Regions from separate parts of the Mus musculus genome. Here region 2 is linked to region 1. The links are chromatin contacts, called in public Hi-C maps. All regions are on one chromosome and are shown on one strand. The core of a region is the stretch at or near the end of the contact, and the rest is flanking DNA. Distances in the headings are between cores, read along the strand shown.

Region 1 (7,105 bases), core at 1,197-3,696:
TACTCAATGTTATATATGTCTCTTTTACCTGGGTGGACATCTCTTTCTCTAAACTTGGCAACTTTTTTTTATCTGATTATATTGGAAATAATTTCTTGGGTATTGAGACAAATTTTCCTTCTTCTATGCCTGTAATTCAGTTCATAAACTCAATCTCTTTGTGATGTCCCAAAGACCTTACACATAGTATTCACTCAGTTTTTGAGTTTGTTTGTTTGATTGAATAACTCAGTCTCTCAACCTTGTCCTCAAGCGCTGATGTTTGTCTTCCTCATGACCTGCCTCTTAGTAAAGCTTTCTACTGAGCTTCTCTATTTGCATAGCTGAAATTTCTATCCGAAGTTTAATTAATGTTTCACTTCTCTTCAGCATTCCTACTATTTTATTGAATTCTAATGTTTCCTGAATTGACTCAAAATTATTGTGTTCTCTTGGAATCCACTGACGAGCATATTCCTATCATTCTTAAATTCACTATGTAATCTACTCATATTTTCTCTGAAATCTTTGAACTTACTTAGAATTGTTCTTTGAATTCTTTGTAGGCTCATCTCAGTTGCTCTGACTGGGGACCGTTACTTTGGAATGGATAATTTCTTGAGGAGATATATTGTCTCAGTTTTTCATATTCCTTCTGTTTCACCATGGTCCTTGTATATCTGGAGTTGCTTCCCTGGCTTAGCCTTTTGTGTTAGTTGCTCATCACCCCACACTGAGGGCTTTTGAATTTTGAGTCTTTGAATCTTAGTATTCCCTGGCTTAGATGATTTTAGATCTACTAAGTGAGCCTGGGAGATCCATGCTGTAAATGATTGCTCCTGATTTGTGTGCAGGCTAGTGAGGTGATCCTGGCTGGACTAGCTGACTCATGTGTGGAAATTAGTTCGAAATTGCTGTCTGGGGATGGCCATGGTCTGAATTTATAGGTCTGAAAGTTCAGGTATTTCTAAGGGCACTCTGAGTTTATTCAGAAGACTGAGTTTAGATGGAATCGCAGGTCTCCTGTCTTCAGTCACATGACAGGGCCAGTCTAGGTTTTAAGAGGAAACAGGAACCTAGGAACAAGTAAGGAGCCTGTGGTCACAGGTATGACCTTTATCAAGTGCTGGAGTTGCTTGCAGTTTGCACAGGTCACAGTGGAGGCTGTAGATACACATATTGATATACAGTTGCCACTTCTTTTTTCTCCTAACTCATAGGTGTCTTTTAGTATTCACTATTTAACCAACAGATACCCAGGGACTGGTGGATTCTTTTAAATTTCTAGTCTCATTGGAACTAAACCACAGAAGGTGTTAGATGTTGATGATCATGCTACAGAAAGAAGACCTTAACATTCCTAAGGTGGAACTGCTTGGAGCAGCAAAACTCCAGGGTTGTTCCAATTTGTTGCTCTGTTCCTTGGTAGTAGTGTTTTATAATTATTCAGGATCTTTTCTCAGATATCCTCAACATGTTCTTTCTGCTCTGAAACATTATTGAAGAAGGTAGCAAATGATGAAAGTAATTTCCAACGCAAAGAGCTGTTTCTACCACAAACAGTAGATCAATATAAAACATAACAGGGTTTGCCTATTAAGACACAAGATCAATGCCATGAGCCTATTTCTGTTTATATTGTGAAACTTGTTTCCTGTAACTGGAGGTGCTTACGACAATACCGAGTGACCATATGCCAGGAGAGCAAGGGTTTCATATGCCATTGGACGGATGCATGTCCAGCTCCATGATTTTATGACAGCCAATTACATTATTACATAATTCCACCTTGCAAACAGATGATGACATGCACATTCAACTGTACAAATATTAAACATTGATTCAATGGAAGATTGTCCATAGAAGACTTTTCAGTGTGGTCCCAAGTTCAGGGTGAAAATCAGAATTATATATTCAGGAATTAAAATGAGTGGATGAATTACTGTCTGCTTCCTTTAGGATTGGGAAATTTTCCCACTATGAGAAGTGAGCATGTGTAAGTGCTTTCCAAGTTTATGTTTCAGTGACAAGAGCTGTCTCAGCCTCACTGTGCAGTGTTTGGTTTTATTTTCATATCTCATACTAAAGTACAAAGAAAATGGATGTTGAAATGGTAAATGTGAATCTTTAAATAATCCTTTGTTTAAGGTTCTGTTTACTGAAACTCTACTTTGTGAATATAAATAACATGGCCTCCATATTCCAGTCTTCACTCACAGTTTCTCACCTTTCACAAACCCAGGTCAAAAAATTATCAAAACGAACCCCAGTGGTTTTTACCTAGGAAAGTCTGACCTGAAACAGCTTTTACTATCCTTTGCTCTTACCCACCCAGGACTTGTAAAATTACAAATGAGTGGTTTGAGGTTTTTTAAAATCTCATAAATGCCACATCAGCCCTGGGCAGCCTCTGCTCCATCTCAAAGGGAGGCAGTGTTAGCTGCTGCTTCTCTGGGTGTCTGGAGATGCTGACACTCCTTCCACACCTCTGTGTGTTTGCTTGCCTGTCATCTACTGGCTATCAAGGTCATTGTACTGGCTGGTTTTGAGTCAACTTGACACAGGCTGGAGTTATCATAAAGAAAGGAACTTCAGTTGAGAAAATGCCTCCAGGAGATCCAGCTGTAAAACATTTTCTCAGTTAGTGATCAAGGGGGGAGGGCTCCTTGTGGTTGGTACCATCCCTGGCCTGGCAGTCTTGGGTTCTATAAGAGAGTAAGCTGAGCAAGCCAGGGGAAGCAAGTGAATAAAAAAAAAATCCCTCCATGGCCTCTACATCAGCTCCTGCTTCCTGACCTGCTTGAGTTTCAGTCTTGACTGCCTTTGGTGATGAACAGCAGTTTGGAGGTGTAAGCTGAATAAACCTTTCCTCTCCAACTGCCTCTTGGTCACGATGTTTATGCAGGAATAGAAACCCTGACTAAGACAGTCAGTAAGTCAGACCCTGCTTTGTTACAGGAAGCTTCTTTGCCTGTTTTTTGTTGTTACTTTAGGATTTAAATTTCACATATGCATATTTTAATTGTTCCATGATATAGTAGGTTTGCGTGTGTTCATATCCTTTTCTTTGGGGTAGTCCACCCCCAAACTTCTCACTTTCATTCCACTCCCTCTACTCTCCTTGCATAAGTGTTTCCAGGCCCACTACCCTACCTCTGTACTTTTGTTATAATCTATATCCATCATCACTTAAAATGCCTTCTCTCCTTTACTTGTTGCCTGACTTCTACTTGTTCTATAAGGTAAATAATAAACAAAAGATTGGAAGCTAAGACCCCACACATGAGAGAGAGAGTATGCCACCTTTGGCTTTCTGGGCCGTAGGTACCTCACTCCTTCACCAAGTGCAACTTTTCTGTGTCACCCATTTGGGTGTGTATTTACCTGTATATTTCATCATTTCATTTTTCCTCACAGTTGAGTAATGTCCCATTACGTATACATATCGAATTTCTCTTCCCTATTAATGTTTTGAGTTTCTCGGTTGATTGTACTTCCTAACTGTTGTGAATTGAGCCATAAGAAACAAAGATGTGCAAATCTCTCTAGTGAGACATAAAGTGCATTTGGTAGAGCTATTAGCTGGGGCATATGACAGATATAAGAGTTTTCCTTTCACCACATCCACACCAGCATTTGTATGTCTGATGGCAGCCATTCTGATTGGATCAAAATAGAATTGTAAAATAGTTTTAATCTGTATTCCCCTATGCCTAAGCATTTTAAGCACCATTTCAAATATTCATTAGCAATTTGTATTTCTTCTTTTGAGATTCTGTTTAGTTCTGTAGGCTATTTATTTTTAAGCAATATTTTTAATTCTTAATGAGTTCCATACATCCATATACATCTATAGTAATCACACCTATTCACACTGTCTCTTTGCAACTTATTCTAGAGCCACTTGCATTTTGTAGCCCGTTTTTAAAATCAAGTTATTGTCTCAATATTTAGTTTTTGAGTTTTTCTTTTCTTTCTTTCTTTTTTTTTTTTTTTGGTGTGTATGTACCTGTGTGTGTGTGTGTGTGTGTGTGTGTGTGTGTGTGTATTCTAGACGTTAATTCTATGCCAAATGGACAGCTGGCAAATATTTTTTCTCACTCTGTGGGCTTCATATTAACCTGTTTCAGTTTCCTTTGCTGTTTAAAAGCCATAAGAATACTCTTACTTATTTTCTTATTTCTGTGCCTTTTGTTTTTTCTCTTGTATTGCTCTAGATAAGACTCAAATCCCTCTATGGATAGAAGTGGAAAGAGCCGACATCCTTGTGAGGCTGTTGTGATCTAACACAGCATTGTGGGGAAATAAAAGGAAAAAAGTGATTGTGGACAGATGATGACAAAGGTGAATAAAAATTCAATATAAGAATGATTACATAAGATTTCAAAAGATCTAAGATTTAGTTATGGGTCTCTCTTCAGTATCATAGGCAGAAGCTCTCCACCATCCATCACCAATTCTCTTTAGGTATCAGTCAGCCAACTGCTTGCAGAGATAGTTTGCTCTTGAGGATCTGACAGCTCTGAGTTTGAAGGCTCTGCATTCTATTGGTGATAGATTCTGGATTTCTTCACCGTCTAAAACAATGTGAACCCAAGGTTTACTCCTGGGTATTTTTCTGATTTGCTTCTGAAGTTTGTGCCCAAGAAGTCTTTCTGTGAATTTCTAGAGCAGCTTTCCTTTGATGTCTCCTCTATAGTGGATGAAATTTCATAGTTGAAGATCATGAATATAGAATATGGTGTGGAGAAGCACAGAATATAGAGTGAGTCCTTTATGATACTTTTTTCATGTTTGTATATAATAAGTCTGGATATAATATTGAACATGAACTTTCTAGATGTGTAGGTCTTCCAGACATCCATTCTTGGGGTAATGGCCAGTGTCTCTAATTGAGTAGACTGTTTATCCACAATTGCAAATGGAAGTATCTTTGTCTAAGGAATATCAAGGGCTCCGAATATTCTGATAATTTAAATTTATGGATGTTCTTGATTCTTAATGTCTTCTTCAAGACAATGTGTGATAAGGACAGGACAGTTGTTTTCAGGAAAGGGTAGCACCTTGCAGACTTTACAGGAACTATGTCTATAAAATATGTTTTAATCACCTGATATGGAAGTAAGAATGACCCAGGTTTTAAGGACAAAAATCCAATAGTTAAGTAAGCCTTTCAGTCAATAAGAATCCCAGCCATCATAAACATTCAATAACTAAAATAAAAAAATAAAAGACCCCATAGAGAGTAAAAGCTGGATAAATTCCACATAAAGGTGTTACAAGGGCCCTGGAGGCTTGGATCCTTGGACCTTGACCACACCCATCTTATACTTTTTCTCAACTGACTGTTGACAGAGGACATAAGACTTCAAAGTGACCTTTTTTTTTTCTCCTAAAGTTTACATAACAGTGCTGATTTCAGAAATTAAACAAGTTACAAGCCAGTAACTATGCTGTTGAAAGCATAGTGAACATCACACACACACACACACACACACACACACACACACACACACACACACAATCATCTGGTGTTACCAAACAGTCGTCTTGACAGCTACAGACCTTACCAAGTCACAGACATAGCCAGATTTCTTCTGATTTTCCTTTCACAACAAGAGGCTACACATCAATATTTCGAGTCCTCCCAGAGATTGGTACGGTGAGGAATGAGCCGACACGGAAGGGGAGGAAGCCCATGTGGTGTGAGGATCAGCCAAGCACGTCCTCTCCTTTCACTCTCTCTAGCAAGGGTGCTCCATCTCAAAGCTGCCTATGGTGCTCCCTAGGCTCCACTGGATGTCCAGCATGGGAAGGGGATTCTTTTGTTTCAAGAGCATTTCAAGTTATGGATCAACTCCAACCAGACCTTTCACCAGTTCACGTGTTTGCTCTCTGAATTTTAAATGGCAGACAAAGTACAATTAAATGTGGTCCGTCTTGAGAATGGGCACATTTCACTTCAGGTGAATCATGACCTCACTCTAAAGAGGAGCGGCAGGTTTCGTTGGAGTATTTTGCTTGACGATTTCCACCTTCAGTTTTGAGATGGTATCCATTAACAAAGAGCGTAGTCTGAGTCTTCAAGAGGACCTTCTGATACACTGATCAAGACAGAGTCACTTCTCACTGTTAGGAATGAAGGAGGGGCATGCTTCCTGACTCTGCTGCGATAACAGAGTGAGGATCACCGGAGAGGCTAATCAGCAAGGGGTTAAGTTTGTGCTCCCATCAGTGGTGCTGGAAGAATCTTAAGCCTGGTCAGGAGATGGGAACTAGTCACTGAGAGTATTAAAACATTGCAGCTGCTAGGGGAAATGCTATAGTTAGCATTGGGGTTTACATGGTTTCCACAAAAACGAATTGAAACTCCTAAGCCTTATCAGAACTCTTATGCACAGAGGCAGCTCCTTGTAGCTGGGTATGTTGGCACACACTTATGATCCCAGTTCTCAGGATGCCAAAGCAGGAGGGTGGCAAGTTTGAGGGCAGCCTGGACTATTTACAGTGGAACCTTCTCTCAAACAAAAAACTAAGCAAGCAAACTGATGACAGACGGAGCAAGGAGAACTAAGGATAGGGACTTGTTGAAAAGCTCAGTCAAGAAAGCCAGCTCAGTTCTGCTTCCTCCTGAAAGCTTCCTAGTTTCCAGGGAGGCACTGAAGCTCTAGGAGTGCTGGACCCTCATTGTCCGTGCTATCCAGAAGAAGTAGAATCTCCTCCTTGGTTATTTTGTTAATGGATAACTTTATGCAGCCTTAGCTCTATCAGGGGACAATGTTCTTTCCTCTTCAGACAACTTCTTCCCTGAATAATGAATTCTGTCCTGGAAAAGCTGTTTATGTTTTGAGACTGCATCCTTTTCTGCTACAGTTGGACACAGGTGAATGGAATTCTTTGTTACAGATTTTCTTTGGTCCTTGAACAAAGAAGCCAGTCATCCCCACAGTTTGTTAGGATAACTGAAGTGGAAGACAAATCAAGTCTGGGCATAGTCTTTTACTCCCGTCTTTCCTTGGTGAAGAGAAAGTGAAGCATGCTGGGAAAATCAGGAAGAGATCACCTTTGGTAAAGCAAATAGCTTAAAAAAAAACAGATGACAAAATGTAATTTGAGTCCCAGATAC
Region 2 (7,105 bases), core at 2,568-5,067, 69 kb before region 1:
CTGGGGGTGTCTGATTGGTTGATATTGTTCTTCTTATGGGGCTGCAGACCCCTTCAGATCCTTCAGTCCTTTCTCTAACTCCTTCATTGGGTACCCCATGCTCAGTCCAATGGTTGGCTGCGATCATCCACCTCTGTACTTGTCAGGCTCTGGCAGAGCCTCTTAGGAGACAGCTATATGAAGACAGCTCTTGTCAGCAAGCACTTCATTGGCATTCACAATAGTGTCTGGGTTTGGTGACTGTAAATGGGATGGATTCCCAGGTGGGGCAGTCTCTGGATGGCCTTTCAATCTGGATGTTACTTGAATATGTATGTTTTCTGGGCTGATTTTTTGGTATTGGATAATAAACTTGGTGTGTTCTTCTTTGGGAAAGACTATTTCTCCCACTCTCAGCATTTCTTAGTTACCTGTAGTTCTTTGTCTTAGGTTGAACAAGGACAAAACCAATAGATATGTTAACAAGGAAGGGGAAAGCTCCTGAGGCCTCAACCCTGATCATCTAAGTCTGACTTCACAGTCACACTCTCCTTTCTGCCCCTGAAACCCTGCAAGGTCTTTAAAGAAGCATGGTTATGAACACTCTCTTCCAACAACGGCAACTGACAAATTCTCATCCAAGCATTTCAGGAGGAATATTTTAACTGCCTTGCCCCTGTAAGACTGGTCAGGTGAATGGATCCACTTTTGAGAGATTCTGAAATGATGTCCTGGTAAAGATAGGAATATCTACTGGGTATGTTTAAAAACCTTTCTGTGTAACGCTGGGAAGAAAGAACAATGGATAGGCTGCTTTATTGCTCCATGTGGAATCTTTTGATCCCCTAGTACTAGAAATGGAACCCAGGGCTTGGCTTATAGTAGGTGAGTACCTTTCCCCTGAGCCCGTTTCGGAGTCTGGAATCAGAAATGAGCTGTGTGCTAATCATATCAGTGGTGTGCTTTGCAAGCGCCAGGCTGCCAGCTGCTTCCTTTTCAAGAACATCTGTCAACAGCATCCTGTGCATAAGAAACGGAACTGGGAATCACTGGCTAAGATGCAGCAAGCCAAATGCTGTCCTAGAGAATGAATCCTAGTGTCAAAAGGCATAGGTCAAAAGGATAGGTCAGTTCATTTTGAGCAGTTAATTATGATTAACTATTACATCCCCAGGCTAAGAGCAGATTGTCAGAAAGCAAAGGAAAATTGTATTGACCTATACACGTATTCCTTTCCCTCCATTAATGCCAATCTGTCATAGAAATAAAGCTTAACATGTAAAAGATTCAGACCTAAAGACCAAGAGCTGAGAGCACAGGAGACAGGACATGGAGTGTCTGACAAACACAACGTATTTCTGGAACCCTCAAGACAAATATCCCTATAGTGCAGTTGGCATTTTACGTTCCAATGTAAATGTAAGGGAAATGATGTGTAGAGCTTGAAACTTCCTAGTAGCCACAACAGTAAATATGTAGGAAAGAAGCAGATGGCGCTAAATTTTATTTTGTGGTATTAACCCAAATATTCATCACAATTTTCATCTAGAGAGTGTAAGAAATTCAAAAATTGTTCTTGCCAGGCACAAGGCCACACCTTTTTAATCCTAGCATTCAGAAAGTGTACAAGAGTTTCTCTGAATTTGAAGCTAGCCTGATGAATATAGTGAGTTCCAGGCTAACCAAGGCTACGTATTGAAACATTGTCTCAAAAAAAAAAATTACACTTCTATTCTAGGCCGGTAACTCAGCAGCATTTCACAAATGCTTGCCAGGAGTTCTGGTATAGAAAGAACTACGGACAGTCCTTAGCTTATAGCACAAATTAATTTGAGCTAACCACATTCAAATGCCCCAAAGCCAGCACATATGGCTCATGGCCTTTGCCATCTTAGGCTTCAATGACCCAGAAACCACATAGCAGCAACAATAAACAGCTAATGTTTATAAGTACTTCCTGCATGACTGGCCCTCTCTGTAGAACCTTCAGGAATCCCCTAGGCCTGAACTATGGTTATACTGGGATTTGACAGGTGAAACTGTGGCACAAGAACGTCTAAGTGTCCCTGACAGAAGACACAACCATTAAACTGTGCTGCACACTGAGATTCCATGAACCAGCTGTCAACAAAATCTAACAACTTCCTTTTAGCCCACTATCACCTATCTATCATTAGAGGTGGAAGGCACACAGTTATCACAGGTGAACATAATTCTCTTTACAGGTAATAAAACCAAGGTCTTGAGAAAAGCATGTACAAGCTCAAGAGAAGTCTAGTCAGATATTTAGTGAGACAGTCATATTGAAACTGGTTAAAATGTACCTAATTAAGAATATTTTTAGTTTGGTGGCTAAGACTTATTAATGCATTTAGAGGAACAGTCAATTAAATATATAGTTAGAGCAATACTAATAAACATGGCAAGCAAATAGTCTTTGTGATGTCAAACATTGTAAAGTCTTTATTTTGTTGTATGTATGCTCTATGTACATGTGTAAGCATGGATGTGTTAGTGTGCATACACATATGTGCATGTGGAGATCAGAGGTCAGTTTGGGATGTTATTCTGCAAGAAAAGCCCAGCTTGTTTTTTGAGATAGTTTCTCTCTGAGCCTTGGAAACCACCACATAGACAAGGCGTGCTGATCAGCGAGCCCCAGGGACCTGTCCAATTTTGCCATCTCAGCAGTGGGATTCCAGCAGGAGCTACTTTTGGCTTTTTACATGAATGCTCTGGAATGAACTCAGGTCCTCATGCTTGTGTGGCAAGAACTTTCCTGGCAGAGCTATTTCTCAAGCCCCTGATTTTTCAAACTAGCATTTCTGTTGGGAACTCTAACGCCGTGACTTACTGATAGTTGCCATTTTCCAGCCTGGGGATGATGTAATTTTTGTGATACTTAAAACATAAGCAATCCTGGAAGGGCTCTAAAGAAACTGGCCACAGCTGATTGTGGTAGTGAGAGCTGATAGGAAAAGCTGACGAGGCAGACGCAGAAAGATTGTGAGTTTGAGGGCAGCCTAGGGTACACATTTTAGGGGCTATAATTCTTTCTGGAGATAAGAAGGCAAGAAAAAGCAAATGCCTGGAACTTACATCAATCATTGAGTTATGGGTTCAGTGAGACCCTGATCTTCCAGAAGCATTTAAGTATGTACTCTCCAACACACACATTCGTGTACACAGACATACAATACACACAGTGTTTTTTAAGCTGGCTACAGAACTACACAGAATGCCATGCCAGCTGTGCAGCTCATCTGCATGTTCTTTCTAGATGGTCAGAATGTCTGTATGCTCTTTCTAGATGTGAGTATGTCTGTATGGTCCTTGTAGATGGTCAGAATATATATATTCCTTTTAGATGGTAAGAATGTCTGTATGCTCCTTCTGGATGGTGAGTATGTCTGTATGCTCCTTCTAGATGGTCAGCACGTCTGTATGAGGTGCACAGCTTATGGTGCCAAGTAAATCAGTGGCCAGCCTTTTCTCTTCAGCAGTTCCAAACCCTCCATGGACCACCATTAAATGAGAAAGCTGGATAAGAATCTCATCTTTTTATGAACTTACCCACTCATCCCACAAATATTTCCTGGGCACCTACTGCTCACCAGCCACTGTTATCAGCATATACAGCCTGATGTCAGGAAATTGTAGTGCTTCATGATGCATGTGAGCAGTGGAGTGCAGGGGCAAGTGTTGCTGAAGTCATGCTCAGAGTCAGATTTGTTTGTTCAAGGTGGCTTCTGATTCAACCAGGACCTTTGGTCACCTGTTCTGCTCAAACACTAAGAGAACACCTAAGAGGTATGCAGCTGTCTTCCAGGACTCTGGTAACCTCTCCACACACAGCCAAAGGCAGGGTGACTGTCCAGAAAGCCGTTGGGTCAGCCTGCCCCCACCCATGTCTGGAGTGACGTTTGCCTGGTAGAAAACTTTCCTTTCTTTTTCTAGGCCATGCACATAAACAACATTGTTTTAAAGTGCTGTGAAGCAGACAGAGGCAAGGCACTGTTCACTTGTGTAACACCAAATCTACTTTCACTCTTGGGCAGGCGGCTACCAATTTCAGAACAGAGCAGCTGCCCTCTGTGTGTGTGGAAAAGCTGGCCTCAATCCAGCTGGTTTACCCCTCCCCACTCCACCCTACCCTCCTCCAGCTCTGAGAGATTGGTACTCTGGAAGATTTTGTTACCCAGTAGTGCCCTTGAATAGACAGAAAGGAGGGGGCAAATAACAGGAAGAAGAAAAGCACATGTTTTACACTTAATTTGTGGGTTTTTTTTTCTTTTCATTTCAGCAGTGCAAGAGCTAATCTCTAACATTGGAGCCCTACTGGCTCTCTGTAAGCAAGTTTCTGGGTGGGTATAATTAAGGTGTCCTCACATGGCTCCTGCTTTCACTTGGTAAGCTTTCAGGTGGAACAAGCCGGTGCAGGTGGAGGTGGAATGTTGGCCGGAGTGCAGCTGAACAGGAATGCCAAGCTATGGGCTGACTGGGGACTTCTGGACCCATGCAGAACCCAGCAAGGCAATGATGAGCTTCGGAGCAGCAGGCATGGAGCACAAAGTCCTACTCGATCATTAAGTTACAGAAGGTGGGTAAGCATGAGCTGTTGGGTATGCCTGGCTTAGCAATGAGTAGGTAAACATCCCCAAGACTGACATTTCAAGCTCCAGCCATTCCTGGCAGGGATGCTTCCCCAACCCATTAAAGAATGTTCATCAGCATCCTTGGCCTCTGTGATACAGATGCTAGTTACAGGGCTCAGTGTGACTTCAAATACTTTCTTCAGATATTACTAAATATCTTCCAGGGTGGGGATGGGAAAGAGAATGTACCTAGCTGGTAAGTACTGAACCAGGCCTCCATATTCCTAAAGTGTTCTATTCCTGATTCACCAATCAAGTCCTTCATTACATTTTTAGTCCTCATGTGGCGGTAAGACATTGGATGTGGTAACTGTGAAAGAAAGGGACCATTTCAGTTGAAAGAGATATTAAAGATACGCCAACCAGATGGAAAGAAAATAGCACCTGCCATTGTCATTGCTGAGCGAACACCACATTCCTGACTCTTACCGTTCATGATAAATGTGTAATGTAAATGTGTTCACACGAGAAACATTTTTGAAATTTAGAGTAGAATTCTAAATTCTAAATGTTCCAATAAAACCTCATACTTCCTTAACAATATAAAGTCTACACAAAGGTTAAAACTTCCTCGAGCCCCGTACACAAGACCCTATTTCATGATAAGAGATTTTTCTGTGAAAATACATGCTGCCGTTAAAACAGAGTACTTCACCCCAGAAAATTTAAGTTGATGCTGAAAAACAAACAGTATTTTTGTTTTTCAGTAAACCACTGATCCAAAGTAAGAAGGGAGGCTGTAGAGTACATTGTAATATTTGAGACCAGATTTAAAATGGTAGTAAAGAAAGAAGCAACATGCAAAGATCTGATGCACCTGCTTCATATTTGCTGAAATTTATTTTTCATGGGGAAAAAATAAACTTCAGAGGAATTACACAGTTGCATGCCTTGCAACTCCACCTTTTTCTTATTAATTATCTCTGAACTGGTGCTGTGGGTGGAAGGCTCAGTACTGCTTTGAAGAAGCATAGCACATGTGTACCCTCATTCTTTGAGAATCTGTAAGCAGTTTAGCACACAGAGGCATAACCCACTTTTTACATTTCCTGGAAGTGGGAGGAGGAAGTTATCTGACCTCTATGCTTCCTGTAGTAAACCCAGAGAACCCTGCACAAAACATGCCAATGTGCAATGCTCCTTCCTTGAAGAGGGTATAATGTACACAGTACTGAGAGTGTAGGGAACTCGGAATTTATACTTCACCATCATGTAGGAGTGAAGACAAGAGTGTGCGAGGGGCAGGAGCACAGCTTATTCAGTTCTTTCAACAAGGAGAAGTATGAGGGCCCAGAGGATGCTCCAAGAAGACCCCATTTCTCTCCCGACTGATACTTTTTCTCCAATAGCTTAGAAACAATTTCCGATCATAGTTTATGGATGTGTCCGTCAGCTTTTACTGCTATAACGAATATCAAAGATGATCATCTTACTAAGAGAAAGGCTTATTTTGGCTCAGGGTTTTACACACCTTGCCCCATGATCTCAGACAGATAGATAGAAAGACAACAAGGATGGAGAGTATGTCTTAAAAGGAAAGTCTCTCACTTTATGTCCAGGGGTACATACAAACAAACAAACAAACACACACACACACACACACACACACACACACACACACACAAACAAGAAGGGTACCGTTTTCTTTCCTCCCAAATCAGCCAATGATTTAAAGATTTCCTGTGGGTACCCCCTGATAATGGGCTTGGTTCTAGATTTTCCTTCCCACATTTTTGTCCACAGTCGCTTGCTTTCAAAATCAACTTATACCTCCCTAGTCTCCAACCTTTTTCCAGACTTCTGGAATCAAACCTTCTAAGAGTTACACAGAGAAAGAGCTCGTAGTGTTGAGCAATGAACTGTATCCATATAGGAAGTGTTGAGGGTTCAGAGAGCCGGGGAAATACAAGGTGTCATACTGGCTCTCTGTTGCCTCCATGTGTCATCGGCCCATCACTATGTACAATTACCCCACCTTAAAATTAGCACTCAAAGTGGACACAACCTCCCAGGAAAGACCACACAGGTTTTCTTCTCTCTATTTTCTCTTTTCCCCTGCTGTGATAAAAATCTGAGATGAGCTGCTTTGACAATAAAGACCAGCTTTACTGTAAATGTAAATTATAGTAACAATAAGATGCTTGAATATCCATCCCAAGTTGAAAATGATCCAAAAAGTTTTGAGTTCTAACATGCTGTTCCTAAGGTTTTAGATTTCAAGGTATTTTAGAATTGGGACTTTTGTTTTGTTTTTGTTTTTGTTTTCCACTTGTTCGACTGGTAAAGTCTCAGAAAAAAAGAAAAAAAAAATCTCACCTCTGAAAAGCTCCAAAATCAAAATGCTTTCCTTCTTAGCAATTCAGATAAAGGACACTCAACTGTAATTGAAATTGTAGACCTTGCAACTATTAAGCTTACAGTAAACAATGTTGATGTCAACAGAGCACACAGATTTTTCGCACTGATTTGGT

Evidence for each region. A called contact is a pair of places that touch in the nucleus more often than the background predicts.
Region 2: a Hi-C map of liver shows a contact between it and region 1, with 3 times the contacts expected there. The contact joins two enhancer-like sites. A contact is called at or near these places in 4 of 39 promoter capture datasets (3T3-L1-derived adipocytes, the HPC-7 cell line, liver and 1 more) and 2 of 484 Hi-C or Micro-C datasets (liver and nephron progenitors).

Annotation. Positions count from the first base shown.
Region 1 is chr11:16,696,577-16,703,681 of GRCm38.p6, reverse strand. The region is part of intron 2 of Gm39583 (a long non-coding RNA gene); the gene reads left to right. Among named protein-coding and RNA genes, the nearest start is that of Gm25698, 33 kb to the left of the region's middle. Within about 2 kb of position 2,446, at least 7 of the 459 cell types and tissues checked have an H3K27ac peak or open chromatin away from gene starts, as enhancers often do. A contact at or near this core is called in liver, where this site is marked.
Region 2 is chr11:16,766,788-16,773,892 of GRCm38.p6, reverse strand. All of the region lies in intron 1 of Egfr (epidermal growth factor receptor), which reads right to left. Among named protein-coding and RNA genes, the nearest start is that of Egfr, 18 kb to the right of the region's middle. Within about 2 kb of position 3,817, at least 91 of the 459 cell types and tissues checked have an H3K27ac peak or open chromatin away from gene starts, as enhancers often do. A contact at or near this core is called in liver, where this site is marked.